2 separate regions of the Mus musculus genome follow, and region 1 is linked to region 2. The links are chromatin contacts, called in public HiChIP or PLAC-seq maps. All regions are on one chromosome and are shown on one strand. The core of a region is the stretch at or near the end of the contact, and the rest is flanking DNA. Distances in the headings are between cores, read along the strand shown.

Region 1 (6,542 bases), core at 1,776-4,275, 50 kb before region 2:
GCCAGAACTCACAAATGTTACTGGAGTGAGCCATTTTAACAACCCTCAGCAGGTTCCCATTTGCAGGCAATATCAGATATCCAAGTCTATGGATCTGCCTGCTTCAGTCAGCAGACCAATGCAAGACAACATTCCCTGAGCTCGCCATCTGAATGCTCAACTTTAAAAGAAGCCAGACTTCCTGATTCAGCAGAACCTGGACAGGAAGGAACACAAGCAGGTACCTCACACCTGACCATATACAATCGCAGCAGCTTCGCACCTGCCCAGCAAGCTTCCTAAGAACCCAGGGTATTCAGAGAAAGCTGGGTCAGAGCACGGGCAGATAGGTGGCTTTTAATTTGATGCCACCCGCATTTGTGTCTTTTCTGCTGCACATATCACAAATGGCATCCATGGAAACCTAGGAGTTCTGTGACTGCAAGTCACAACAAGGACAACTGTGCTAGAGCATTTGCCCCGTGCATGAGCCCCTACTTCATCCCTTAGCACTACACAAAGAGAGGAAGAGAAAAAATGAAAAGAAAAACAAGAGGTAGCTGGCACGTGTCGGTAATCCCAGCCCTCAGGAGGCAGATGCTTAACCACACTCAAACACAAACAGGGCAACTGGGCCGGTTCAAGTGCAGCAACACATATTCAGCACGGCAGTGGAATGATGCTTCCAAAGCTCTCCCCTACCCCAGGACTTTCTCATCCAAATCTCTAGAAGCAACAGACATGTTGTCTTCTGTGGACACACACTTTGCACATGTGACAGTTCTCTATGACAGGGAGATGACAGGATGGTGCAAGTGTGTCTGATCTAGTCATATGGCTCTTTAAAAGCAGAGAAAGCAACAAGCCGAAGAATGTGGGCAGTCTCTAGAAACCAGAGTCGCCTCTAGAGCCTCCAGAAAAGAACTGCCCTGCTGACTTCTCGTTTGTTTTGATTAGTCAGGACTTCTTGCAGGTCTGAATGTTGATTTGAGGAGTTAAATTTGGGACCATTTGTTCTAGAAGCAACAGAAAACTGATACAGTCAGCATTCTCATGGCCACCATCACTAAGATGTCAAGAGCCAAAATATAATTTACCTGCTAATTAAAACTGTAGGCTACTGAAGCAGGTCTCGTCACATTAACACATTCAACTTCCGAAAAGCAGAAAAAGCACGTGAAAGCAGCTGTGAGTACCTGACTGCACAGTGGTTTGAAAGCAGCTGAGTGCCCGGCTGCACATCATGGTAACAGCAGCCCAGCTGCTCAGACTACACACTCCTACACCTCTTCTTTCCCCAAGAACAAGCTGGCAGCACTTGGGGGGCAGAGACAGGTGGATTTCTGAGTTCAAGGCCATCCTGGTCTACAAAGTGAGTTCCAGGACAGCCAGGGCTACACAGGGAAACCCTGTCTTGAAAAATCCAAAAAAAAAAAAAAAAGAACAAGCTGGCATCTGAGGACAGCCCATGGTGCTTACGGTGAGGTAAAACCTTTCATTTTGCTCACTGACACCCAACACCTCTGTAACACGGGGATTCACCACATCATCACAACCACCTTTAACAACTCAGTCAATACTCTTAACTTGTATGTGGCCTCCAGCCACTGGGGCATTATCTTCAGAACCTGTGGGGAGCACCCAGGTGAACAGCAAGGCCTCCTCCCCAGCGTACCTAAGTTCATCCATTTCCCTTTTCTTCTTCATTTCTTCTTTCTCTTTCCTTTTCATCTCCTGAATCTGGGCTTTCTTCTCATTCCTCTCTTCACGGTCTCTGCCTTCCTTCTCTGCTGCAAGGTCTGGAAACTTCTCCAGTTTGGTCTTTTCTAATCGGTTCAAGATTTCATTCACTTTCTTCTCTACCGTCACAATCTTTACCTTTGAGGGAAATAAAGGAAAGTACTTAGCCTTAATTATTTTTCTCACCTAAGAGGGCAAGGCTTTGGCTTTCCAGGGCTTTAGCCACCCAGTTTAACACCCATAGGACACACAGGACACTCAGCTTAGGGTCAGGCCCTGCCTCCCACAGTATATGAACACTTACATCCTTCTGCCTGTGAAAGCCTATCTGCCCCACATCCATGTCAGCTGTTTTCTTCAGGTTAGACCATGGCGTGTAAACCACATTAACGTTGTTCATCTTGCAGCCTGCCAAGAGAGACTGTCTTCAGCAGGCAGGAAACATGAGTGGTGTAGCCCTCACCACAGCAAAACCTCATCCACCCCAGACGAGGCTTAAGAGCTCACTTCCAATGTCCCAAAGTATGAAAGGTCAGTGGGAAGTTGACCATTATGCCAAAGTATTAGAGTAGAAAAAGCAAGGGCCCTGGCTCCTGACGCTGAGGAAAGCAACATGTTTACGAAGGCTTGTTTGGTTGTCAGTGGAGCCTTTTCCCCTAAATAAAACCTCTGAGTCTGAACCGAAATGAGCCGATTTAGCAGAACCCAGCAAATTCAATCCCTGTCCTCTGGTACTGAGCAGAGAGAACTTGGTAACTACAGAGCTGCCAGTGGGGTGTCCTCTGCAAGCTCACAATTCTCTTCGGTCCTCAGCACTGTCCTCTGGTACTGAGTAAGAGTGGAACCTGAGGCCTAGCTCCTTCTCTGCTGTGTGACAGGTCACTGCAGAAGGCTGAGGAAAGAAGGGAATAATCCCGTGTCACAACTCTTCCCCTCTGTTTTCTCTAGAACCCATACACTCTAAGGACATTAAGAAGAAACCAAGCCAAGAATAAAGAGTCTACAGCTCTTTAAGCCAAGGGTCTTCTGCAAGCCAGGGGCATGGAAAAGAACAAGGCTGTGGAAGCGGCTGGAACACAGAATAAACAGTTTGCTTATTTCATTTTTTACTTCAGTAACTGAAGATCTGAGATTTTACTCTACTCATAAAATAAAGCGTCCTCCCTCAGAACCACCTGCTGACTATGGAGCTGGAAACTGGTGGCTCCTAAAGGTAAACTTTAAGCTTCGTAGTCTGCCCACCGGGTCTGTAACTAGGGCTGCCTGGGCTGAGACTGAAGATACCAGTCTACATGAAGGAAGGCTGCCAAGCTCGCTCTCCTTGTGTAATCATTAACTCCAGTGCCTGTTATCAGCTGTGTGCTCTGGGGCCTCTTCCAACTTCATTTAAAACCAGTTCTCTCTTTCTATCTAGGTCTACATCCTACCCCTAGAAACTTATTAGCTCAATCATTTAAACCCACACCTCTCTCAACCCTCATAACCTCTACCCCCATCCTCATAACCATCCTTCTAGACCTTTCCATTAGATTTAATCTTATCTAGAATTACACAGGCACCAAGCCCAGTATTTTTAGCTACTGCCTAAAACACATAAGGTGATTGTTTCCAATTCACACTGCACACTGGACTCACTGAGAGCTCCTGAAAGATAAGGACACTCCCAGACCACCCAGGTCAGTGGGGAAGGAGGACAAGAGTCAAATGACTCAAAACCTTCACAAATTAAATGAAGGAAAAGCATGGGAGAGAAGGAGAAAAGAAAAAGCGTGATTTAAAGACTCTGGCTCTAAGCCGGGCGTGGTGACGCACGCCTTTAATCCCAGCACTCGGGAGGCAGAGGCAGGCGGATTTCTGAGTTCGAAACCAGCCTGGTCTACAAAGTAAGCTCCAGGACAGCCAGGGCTATACAGAGAAACCCCGTCTCGAAAAACCAAAAAAAAAAAAAAAAAAAAAAAAAACAAAGACTCTGGCTCTAAACCTGAAATAGTTAAACATACCTATACTTCCAGGACCCAGGAAGCTGAAATAGGAGAATTGTGAGTTGCCAGCCTGGGCCACACAGTGAGTTCCATGCTAGCCCGGGCTACATATCAAGATTCCAGTTCAAAATATCCAAACAAGGGGCTGGGGAGATGGCTCAGCAGTTAATAACACTGGATGCTCTTCTAGAGGATCTGGGTTCAATTTCCTAACAACCACATTGTAGCTCACAATTGTCTGTAACCCCAGTTCCAGGGAATCTGACAACTTCTTCTGGGTTCAAAGTGCATCAGACATACACATAGCACAGAGACATACATGCAAATAAAACACATACACATATAAATATATTTAAAACAAAAAACCAACAAAACACTGAACCAAACCCCTCTAGTTTTACAGTCTGTTGACAGCTGATGGCAGCAGACACATCTCCTTAGCTATCAACACTGCCATGTTGCCAAAAGTCTTAGGCAGAGCTGGATGACTTCCTACTCAAGGAAAGGGAAAGTCAAGTGTCAAGACAGAAAGGACAGTAAAACTAAGAGGTGTGGGATATGAGCATCTAGTTCTCTGACAAGCCTCCTCCTCCTCCTGCTCTCCCCAGACTCATGCTCACTAAAATGGACTATGATCCAAACATAGAAAAAGGGAATGCTAGGCCAACTGACCTTGAATGCTATTGGCCTTCACAAGGTGGGCACAGTCCATCAAAACCTCCTTTGGAATGTCTTCTATCTTCTCTCCCTGCAACACAAAATAAACCAAATAATCCTCTTGGTTACTGATGGCCACTGGAGCACTCGCAAGGCATGTGCTGCCTTACCGGCTGGACACGGGCTTACAGACAAGCAGGGGCTCTCCGGGTGGACTGCAGAGCACTGAAAGATGAGGGACATTTACCCACCACAGAATGGTACCTGAACTAGGAGAAGGCATTAGCAGAAAACTATACTCAACACATTTTAAAAACCATGTTGAAGATATTAACTGCAGTTGTGTCTCAGTGGTTTCTGCCATCCTCATTCATTTCCGGAAAGCTTGGGGGGGGGGGGCACGGTGTCCATTCTGAGATCTAGACACCTTCCTGGCTGAGGTCCCTGTAACCTTCCTTTGAAACAGATAATGGCCTGGAGCTCTGAATCCCAAATATCTCCCCAGCCGTCTACCTCCCAGCCAAAATCCGGGTGAAGTTCTTGTGTTCTTCATCTGTTGTGCTGCTCCCATGGGAAGATAAAGTAGCCAGTGGAGGCTGCAGCAAAGCAGCAATGGATGGGCGAGCTCACACAAGTGAGCCTAGGAACTCAGGTTTGCTTTGAGTCACTTTACACCAGTGAGCCAAAAACACTCCCAAATGTCATGGCTTTTCTATCCAAAATGGCCGTGTAGCAGTGAACACTGCCGGAGAGTCTGCATCGTCACGCTTCGTGTTGGATTCAAACCACAATGAAGGCACACAGTGCCTGCCAGATGCCACTCTGCAAAGCTTCAGCATGTGCCAGGTCCTAACCTTCACAATGACTCAATAAAGGAAGAGTTGGTCCCTTCTACACAGGAGGAAGTAGGCAGTTATGTGCTACAGAGTCAGGATTTCAGGCTGTTCTACAAAGCAAGTTCCAAACCAGCCACAGTGACAAAAAAAAAAAAAAGAAAAAGCCAAAGTCAGGTGTGGTGGTGCATGCCTGCCTACAGTCCCATCTACTCAGAAACTGAGGTAGAAAGGGCTTTTGAACCCAAGAGTTCAGGATCAGCATGGCCAACAGTGATACTTTCTTTCAAAACAAATAAGCATTTCTAAATAAGGGTTTATAATGCTGAAAAATTGCATACAATCTAATCCTGACAAAGTAGCTTTCCTACTAACTGTGCCACTATTATCAGCTCACTACAGGCAATCAAAATAACAAACAAGAAAACAACATAATATCCAGTTTACAAACCACGACCCTAAAAAGTAATCTGACCAACCTGGGCTACTGTGGCTGTCGGTATCCCAAGGTTAAACAGTGTAAATGCACCCCAGATGTACAGACAGAATAGAAATGACAGCTTGAGCTGAACTTTCAGTAACAATGTTTTGGATGGAAATCACAAGGCAAAAGATCAAAAAATCGTTACACCACTGTCCTTGGGTTCTCAGCTGCTTAAAGCCTGAGCTGCAGTATCACAACCTGGCAACTGCGGGTTTCTGAAACTCACAGTGGTCCCAAATTAATTTATAACCAAACCCTTCTGGCATCACTTCCCATGTTGCCCAGTGACTTCACTGCAGCCTCCATTCTGAACACACAACAGGTGCGACCCACCATACAACTTGAGGGCAAGGAACGCTGCCAGAGGCTGCAGCTCAGATTTAAGAGATCTCATGTTATAAGTTACTGTCATGTGTGCTTGTAATCCCAGCATTCCGAAGGGGGATCACAAGTTCAAGGCCAGCCTGCTCTACTTAGCAGGTTCCTGACCAGGTCTTCACAGCAAAACTTTATTAAAAACTTTTTTGGACTGGGCATGGCGGCACATGCTTTTCAATCTAGCACTCAGGAGGTAGAGACATTAATGGGAAAACTGCTCAAATCAACTCCAGAACTTAGTTGGCCTGCTGTTTGAGATCCCCGCCATGTAATGTGAGATGCTAGCAGCAGCAGGGAAGTCATTTGACCTTTGTAACGTTCTAAAACCCTGTAAGTCCAAAGTACATATTTTTTAAAACATAATACATACTATGTAGTTTAACTATTGAAAATACAGATACAAGCAAGTTAGAAAGAAATAGTGGTGCTGCGTTCCCAGGGCACATGAACTCTTCGTTCCTGCATCGCCACCGTGTTTTAGACTGTCCA
Region 2 (6,583 bases), core at 1,218-3,717:
CAGCGTTATTCTAATAGTCCAGACAGACAACAGAAGTACCCACTAGATGCTGAATGCAGAGCAAAAAGTAACAAGCTTGCTACTGTACAACACAAATGAGCCAGGAAAACATGCCAGGTGAAAGAAACCAGACAGAGAAAGCCACACACAGATTCCATTGATGGCGCATGTCTAGAGCTGTCCAGAAACGGCCATTATTTCCTGATGGCTTAACTGTGGCGACAAACAAATGAAAAAACGAAAGAGGGTTCTGGAGATTGGGAGCTCATTTTTGGACGCTTTATTAGACATCTTGGTGGAAAGGTCGAACAGGCAGGCAAATACAGATCTGGAACAGAGCTGAAGACATGACCCTGTGGGCTTATCTACAGCAGTGGGATTAAAGCTGGGCTGCTAGATGAGAAAGGGTCTCGTGCAAAATCCTTGGCAAAGAGCAGCCTGGAGACTGTCCTTGCCACCACAGCTTGAGGACTGGATACAAAGGGCACAGTGTGTTTTTCAAAGATTAAAATACCTAGGTTTAGCCGGGCAGTGGTGGAGCACGCCTTTAATCCTAGGACTTGGGAGGCAGAGGCAGGTGGATTTCTGAGTTCGAGGCCAGCCTGGTCTACAAAGTGAGTTCCAGGACAGCCAGGGCTACACAGAGAAACCCTGTCTCAAAAAAACAAAAAACAAAACAACAACAACAACAAAAAAATACCTAGGCTTAAACATTTCAGCATTCCCTCATATTCTGGACACTCAAAAATGCCTCTCTTCCACTTACCCTGTTTGTACCAAAATATCCTACGTCCCGCCCAGCTCAGTTGTCTAATGGGACTTTTCTTTCCTGGCTGAGATAGAGCCTTAGTCTATACTGTCGTAGATCTGCATATACATTCCATAGGCATTAATTGTTAAATAACTATACTTTCTTTAACCCATATCACCTTTAGGCTTGGGGTTCAAAGGGCACATCTGACAGAGCTGGGGCATCTATTGATGGGCTTTCTAAGCCCCATTTATGTGGGTCTCCCCATTACTTAGACTACCCTGAACTGGCTGTGTACACCAAGCTGACATCCAACACGACATACTCCTGCTTCAATCCCCAAGCACTGAGGTCACATGCTTGGTTACCATGAGAACTGCTTATTTAAGATTTGACTTTTCCCAGGGGCGTGGTGGCGCACACCGTTAATCCCAGTACTCCAGTCAGAGGCAGGTGAATTTCTAAGTTCAAGGCCAGCCTGGTCTACAGAGTGAGTTCCAGGGCAGCCTGGGCTACACAGAGAAACCCTATCTCGAAAAAACAAAACAAAACAAAAAAAAGATTTGACTTTTCATTATACACCTTCCATCACCTATGTGTGTGTGGCAGGGGTGGGTGGTCTATGCACAACAGTACAGGAGCCTGAAGTGAAGGATGGCCTCCTCTGGAATGACATGTAGTTGTTTGTGAGCCACTCCACATGGGTGCTGGCAACCAGCTCAGGGCCTTTGCAAAAGCCCTGCAGGCTCTAACCAATGAATCAAGACTCCAGCGTCCCCCACCCATAACTTTATAATATTAGCACTGCTTGGCTTTTCAAAAGTATCTTTTTATTAGCATATGCTAACTCTACATGATTTCGAGTTTCACTATGAATTTTCATATAAGCATGTAAACATATTTTTTTTAATACCAGTAATCCCATGTATAAAACTCTACCCACAGCCATATTCCCTGTCCTTTCTTTGGTCTCCATTCCCTAGTTACTGGGACCCCAGGCACTCACTACTGCTTCCAGGTTTTGGGGTCCTGAAGATGGATCCCAGGGCTGCATGCATGCTGGGCACAGACTGTACCCAATGAGTCACTGCCCTACCACAGGCCACTTTTCTACTGTGGCCTCACCTTAAAAGCAGAGAAATCCTCCCCCCACCCCCACCCCCCTCCTCCTTCATGGGGAAGGGAGTGACTTTCTCCCTGAACCCCCAAACTTTCCGCGATAAAGGAGCTCAGGGTCAGGGGCTTGGAGGTGTGCGATGGCTCCAAGGGGTTCCCCTATTCTCCATCCACTATCTCCCTGGGTCCTCCCCTAGCCGCTGTGTACCCTCAGTTTGCTGTTCTTCCCCGCAGATCTCCTCCAGGTCCTCCAGTGGAGGCAGCCTCCCTCTCGTCCCCGTCCCTCCCGTCCGCGACCCTCCCCTCAGGTCCTCGATGCTCCACCCCTGACCCCCAGTCTGCCAACCACCTTCGAGTCGGCCAGGCTTTCCCTTACCACGCTCGCACGCTCGGGTAAAAAGGTGAAAGTGACGGGCTGGCTCAAAGCTGTCTGGACACCTAGTCCGGAAAGTGCAGGCTCAGCTCCCTCCCGCCAACAGCGTAACCGCCGCAGCGTTTAGGGCGCGCGCATTTTCAAAGGCCGCGGCCCGCCGAGGGGCACTGGAGTTCTAACTAAAAGCAGTCAGAAGACTCGCTCCAGAAAATGCAGGAACAGCTCCCTCCCGCCAACACTCGCAGTAACCGCCGCGGTGTGTAAGAAGCACGCTTTTTCAAAGGTCCCGCCAGAAGACTACGGGGCGGCACTAGGGTCAAAACTCACGCGTTCGCACAGTCCTCCCAGGTTTACTGGAGTTTCCAGGTTTGATTTAGTCCTAAAAGAAGAAATCTTCCAGAGCGATGGCTAGAAAGACATAGCAAGTGTCAGACAGATGCTGGCGGAAAAACAAAATATATATCTGTTTTGAAGGCAAATTACCCAAATTACAAACACTGCTCAGAATATGCAACTAGGAAGTTTTATTGCAGATATATGTGTCCTTAAAACACTAATTAGAAATGTGTAGATTTTCATTATTTGAGGCTGAGAATAAATATAGAATATTTTGAAATTTTGCTAACTTAAAAAATTATTGCTGTGTTAGTGTGTTTGTGTGTGTGTGTGTTTCTGCTACCCACATGGGAAGATCAGAGGACAACTGCAGAAACTGGCTCCCTCCTTCCCTCCTTAGATTCCTGAGATCTAAATCAGAAGGCCAGGCTCTGGCAGCAAGCTCTTATCCTCATTGAGCCATCTCACTGGCCCAGTTTTGTTAATTCTTGGAATTACCACAGTCTACTTAACAAATATTTTCAGAGCACCTACTGGGTGTCAGGTATCTGCACTTGAGTGCCCACTGCATAACATAATCTACTGTGTTCTCTACAAGAAAAATGAATTAAGTTTAGGAGAACAGGAAGACATTCCCATACCTACTATGTGGCTCAGAGACCATGTGATACCTTAAAAAAGAAAACATACAATGTAATACAAGAAGCACCAAGAGGCCTCCTCAACAGGAACGCTCTGTGCCGCATTGTGACCTCTTCAAACGGTTAAAGAAATTCAACCAGTCTGAGGCCAGATAGATAGGGACATCTTCTTTATGAAGACAGAAGTACACACAGTGGCATGACACGTATGTATTCATGTGTTTATATACATTAACACACTCATTTGTCTACTGACATTATCTTGTAAGACCCCCGAAGCTGGGCCTCCGCTCAAGTCCCGGGATGAGCTGGCCAGCACCCCAGTGGCCCGAGAGAAAACCACACCTGATGCAAACTGCAAGAGGTTTTATTATCAGCTAGCTGAGGACAAAGTCCCTCTGCCATGTAGGGCAGGGGAGTTCGACCCTGAGTGGTGACAGTAGGGGGCTAGCTGAGGAATTGGGAGGAGTTGGGAAGAGTTGGGAGGAGTTGGGAGGAGAGTTGGCTACAGCTCCTTTTCTTTCTGGCGGGGGGGGGGGGGGGGGGGGGGGGGGGGGGGGGTGATGAGCTGCAGCCTCCTCTCCAGCGTCGTCTATCTCCATGTCCTTGTAGGTCTTCCTACAATTATCGCATCTCTGGCTGTAAGGCTCAAAAACAAAAAAGGCGTTTTGCTGGCTATAGAGAACAAAGAGCTTCTTTCTGGCTGCATTTTTAGAGATCAGGGAAAACAAGTTTGGGGAACGTCCAGGGGCCTTACCTTCCAGGTAGAAACGCTCTAAGTCGGGGTCTCACAATCTCATTGGCACTAATACCTATTTTATTTCTATGATTCAGTTTCTCAAATGTTTTCACTTACAAGTTCTCTCCTCTTTCTTTCTTTCTCTCTCCCTCTTTCTTCCTTCCTTCCTTCCTTTCTTTCTTTCTTTCTTTCTTTCTCTCTCTCTCCCTCCCTCCCTTCTTTTCTTTCTTCCTTCCTTCCTTTCTTTCTTTCTTTCTTTCTTTCTTTCTTTCTTTCTTTCTTTCTCTCTTTCTTTTTTAGTATGTAGCCCTGGCTGACCCAGAACCCGATATGTAGATCAGGCTGGGAAGAGCCCTCCAGAGTGCCCTCAGCTGCTGAGCCAACTTCCAGCACCGAGATTTCTTTTCTAAGTGCGGGAGATTTTGCTCAATTTAGAACTATCTGACATCATTCAAGCAAAATAAATGTGTTGTTTATTCCTTGCCCTATAGTAATTAAGTAACTGTTGGAAATCTGTGCTGGGGAGAGGCCATCCTGCAGGCTGAAAGGAGCTCTGTCACACACAGCTATTCAGATAAAATGGAGATCACTCACAGACTCCTGCCCTCTGTTCACCCATCAAAGTCAAAGCCATTTGCATCTGAAACCTTCCTTTGCCTGTTTCGTTGACAAAGAAAAGGACCCTCCTCTTGCCTAGGGCACCCAGTCAATCCAGAAGCTCTGGAGCCCTCTCCTTCTCTCCCACACCACTGCCAACCCCCCACCCCCCCACCCCACCCCCATCATAGAGATGATAAAAGCTAAATGATGGTGATTGTATTTCGTGAGGATACACACACATATTTAGCTTTTGCTGTGATTTGTTTGTTTTGTGTGGCCCTGGCTGTCCTGGAACTCACTCTGTAGACCAGGCTAGCCTCGAACTCATAAATCTGCCTGCCTCTGCCTCCCAAGTGCTGGGATTAAAGGCGTGTGCCACCATACCCGGCTAGCAGCAAACACTCTTAACTCTTCAGCCCTATCTTAATAATTTTTTGTGAGTGTAAACGTGGTATTATATACCTCACCTTCATTAAATATCTATACTGTTCTATGTTTTTATTAAGTCTTAGGTTTTTACAAGCCTTCTGTGTTCTTTTCTTAGTAGATAATAAAATTCTGCCTAAAGCCAGACCCCAAAAGCTTCTTAATTAACCACTGCTTGTGAAAAGACCCTCCAGGGAGATGAAATTATTGGCACGGTATAAACTGAGGCTAAAGAATCAGTGAAAATAAAGGCCCTTGCCTGACAGTTACAACTATCCTGCTCTGTTTCCAGTCTTGGACCTGTTAAAAGAACCCCCAGAGATTAACCCCAGAAACACATGATCATCACAAGTTTATTGCTATTGCCTGTGAAATGCATCCATTAATTTCAAAACCTTACCCGCTAGTCAGTTGTCATAGAGAGCAGCTCTAACCTGGATCAGCTGTTTCTTGCAGTTTGTAAAGTTCTAATTGCACTGTTTCAACAAAAGAACCAATTCTGCATTGGCTCTAGCAGACTCTAGCATCAGCTCTTTTGCTTGCCTGCTTGTTTGTTTTCTGAGACAGTGATTCTGACAGACCAGCTTGTCCTGCTTGAACTTGCTATGTAGCCAAAGATGCTCTTGAGCTTGGGATCTTCTGGCCTCTTCCTCCTGAGTGCTGAGACCACGAAGCCCCATTTATGCCATGCTGGGGATAGAACCCAAGGCTTCACGCAAACAATCAAGTCACATCCCCGCGCCATTTTAGGGATGTCTGGTTTTCCAGGACTTCCTTTGAGAATTTTAATGCTTTTCTTCCTTTCTAGAGTATCGTCTCCCTCCTTCTCTATTCTTTATGGTTGCTGCATTCTAATTCTCTTTGAGGTTGTGTCCTCGCCGCTGATTGGCTAGAAGGATGGTGAGACTTTTTAGGAAAGAAGGAAAAAAAAAAGATTTTTTTTTATCGTGTTGCTTCTGTATTTACAAACAGTCAGTTCAACATGGTCCTAGGCATGTCACAAGTTCTGTCGTCCTGAGGTCTTTAGGTTCCCTGTCCCCAACTCAGGATACAGAGATGCTAGGAAGCAGGGGAGGTGGAGCATGGTGGGTGTAAAGACTGTGTGGTAAGCAGATCTTTATTGAAATGGCAATGGTTGGCTAGGGAAGTCAGGGAAGAGGGGAGGAAAAGGGACTAGAGAGGAAAGGCACCTAATTTGCATATGCGGACCTGATTGAAGACAGGCAAATGTTAATGAGCACCAATTCAAATACCAATGTAGTTGCCTTGGCATTATTTCTGAGAAGTTAGTTCTCTGGTGTGGAAACCAGAAGCCTAATTGGGTTTATGGTGCTGTGGCCTTTGTCTCTATTGGGTTGAGTAGGCCCAAGCCTGGTTTGGGAAGGAAGCAGCCCCACTCCTGCTGTGCTCTCTGAGAGCCTTGGGGGTTTGGGGGGTATGGCACCACTCTACCCTCATCTGGCTTGGCAACCCACATTTAGGTCCCAAGGTGAAGGCACTGGAGCCTCCAGCTTATGCTCCTGTGTGCTGGCCTTTGTTCTTCTATATCCAGGGCCTGATGGAGATTTCCTTTTATTCCAGATAGACTTATGTTAGCTTGA

The links. HiChIP or PLAC-seq counts read pairs in DNA pulled down with a chosen protein or histone mark.
Region 1: a contact with region 2 is called in an HNF4G HiChIP or PLAC-seq map of pancreatic cancer cells. The contact joins the enhancer-like site here to the promoter of Pbk in region 2. A contact is called at or near these places in 1 of 39 promoter capture datasets (the HPC-7 cell line), 2 of 484 Hi-C or Micro-C datasets (the G1E-ER4 cell line and group 2 innate lymphoid cells) and 3 of 115 datasets of contacts at active chromatin or transcription factors (embryonic stem cells, extraembryonic endoderm stem cells and pancreatic cancer cells).

The regions. Positions count from the first base shown.
Region 1 is chr14:65,852,009-65,858,550 of GRCm38.p6, reverse strand. It overlaps Ccdc25 (coiled-coil domain containing 25), which reads right to left. Exons shown (of 9, transcript NM_145944.5): 5 at 4,374-4,449; 6 at 2,024-2,127; 7 at 1,655-1,857. Among named protein-coding and RNA genes, the nearest start is that of Ccdc25, 18 kb to the right of the region's middle. Within about 2 kb of position 3,025, at least 36 of the 459 cell types and tissues checked have an H3K27ac peak or open chromatin away from gene starts, as enhancers often do. A contact at or near this core is called in the G1E-ER4 cell line, extraembryonic endoderm stem cells and pancreatic cancer cells, where this site is marked.
Region 2 is chr14:65,801,795-65,808,377 of GRCm38.p6, reverse strand. It overlaps Pbk (PDZ binding kinase), which reads right to left and starts at 2,467. Exons shown (of 8, transcript NM_023209.2): 1 at 2,244-2,467.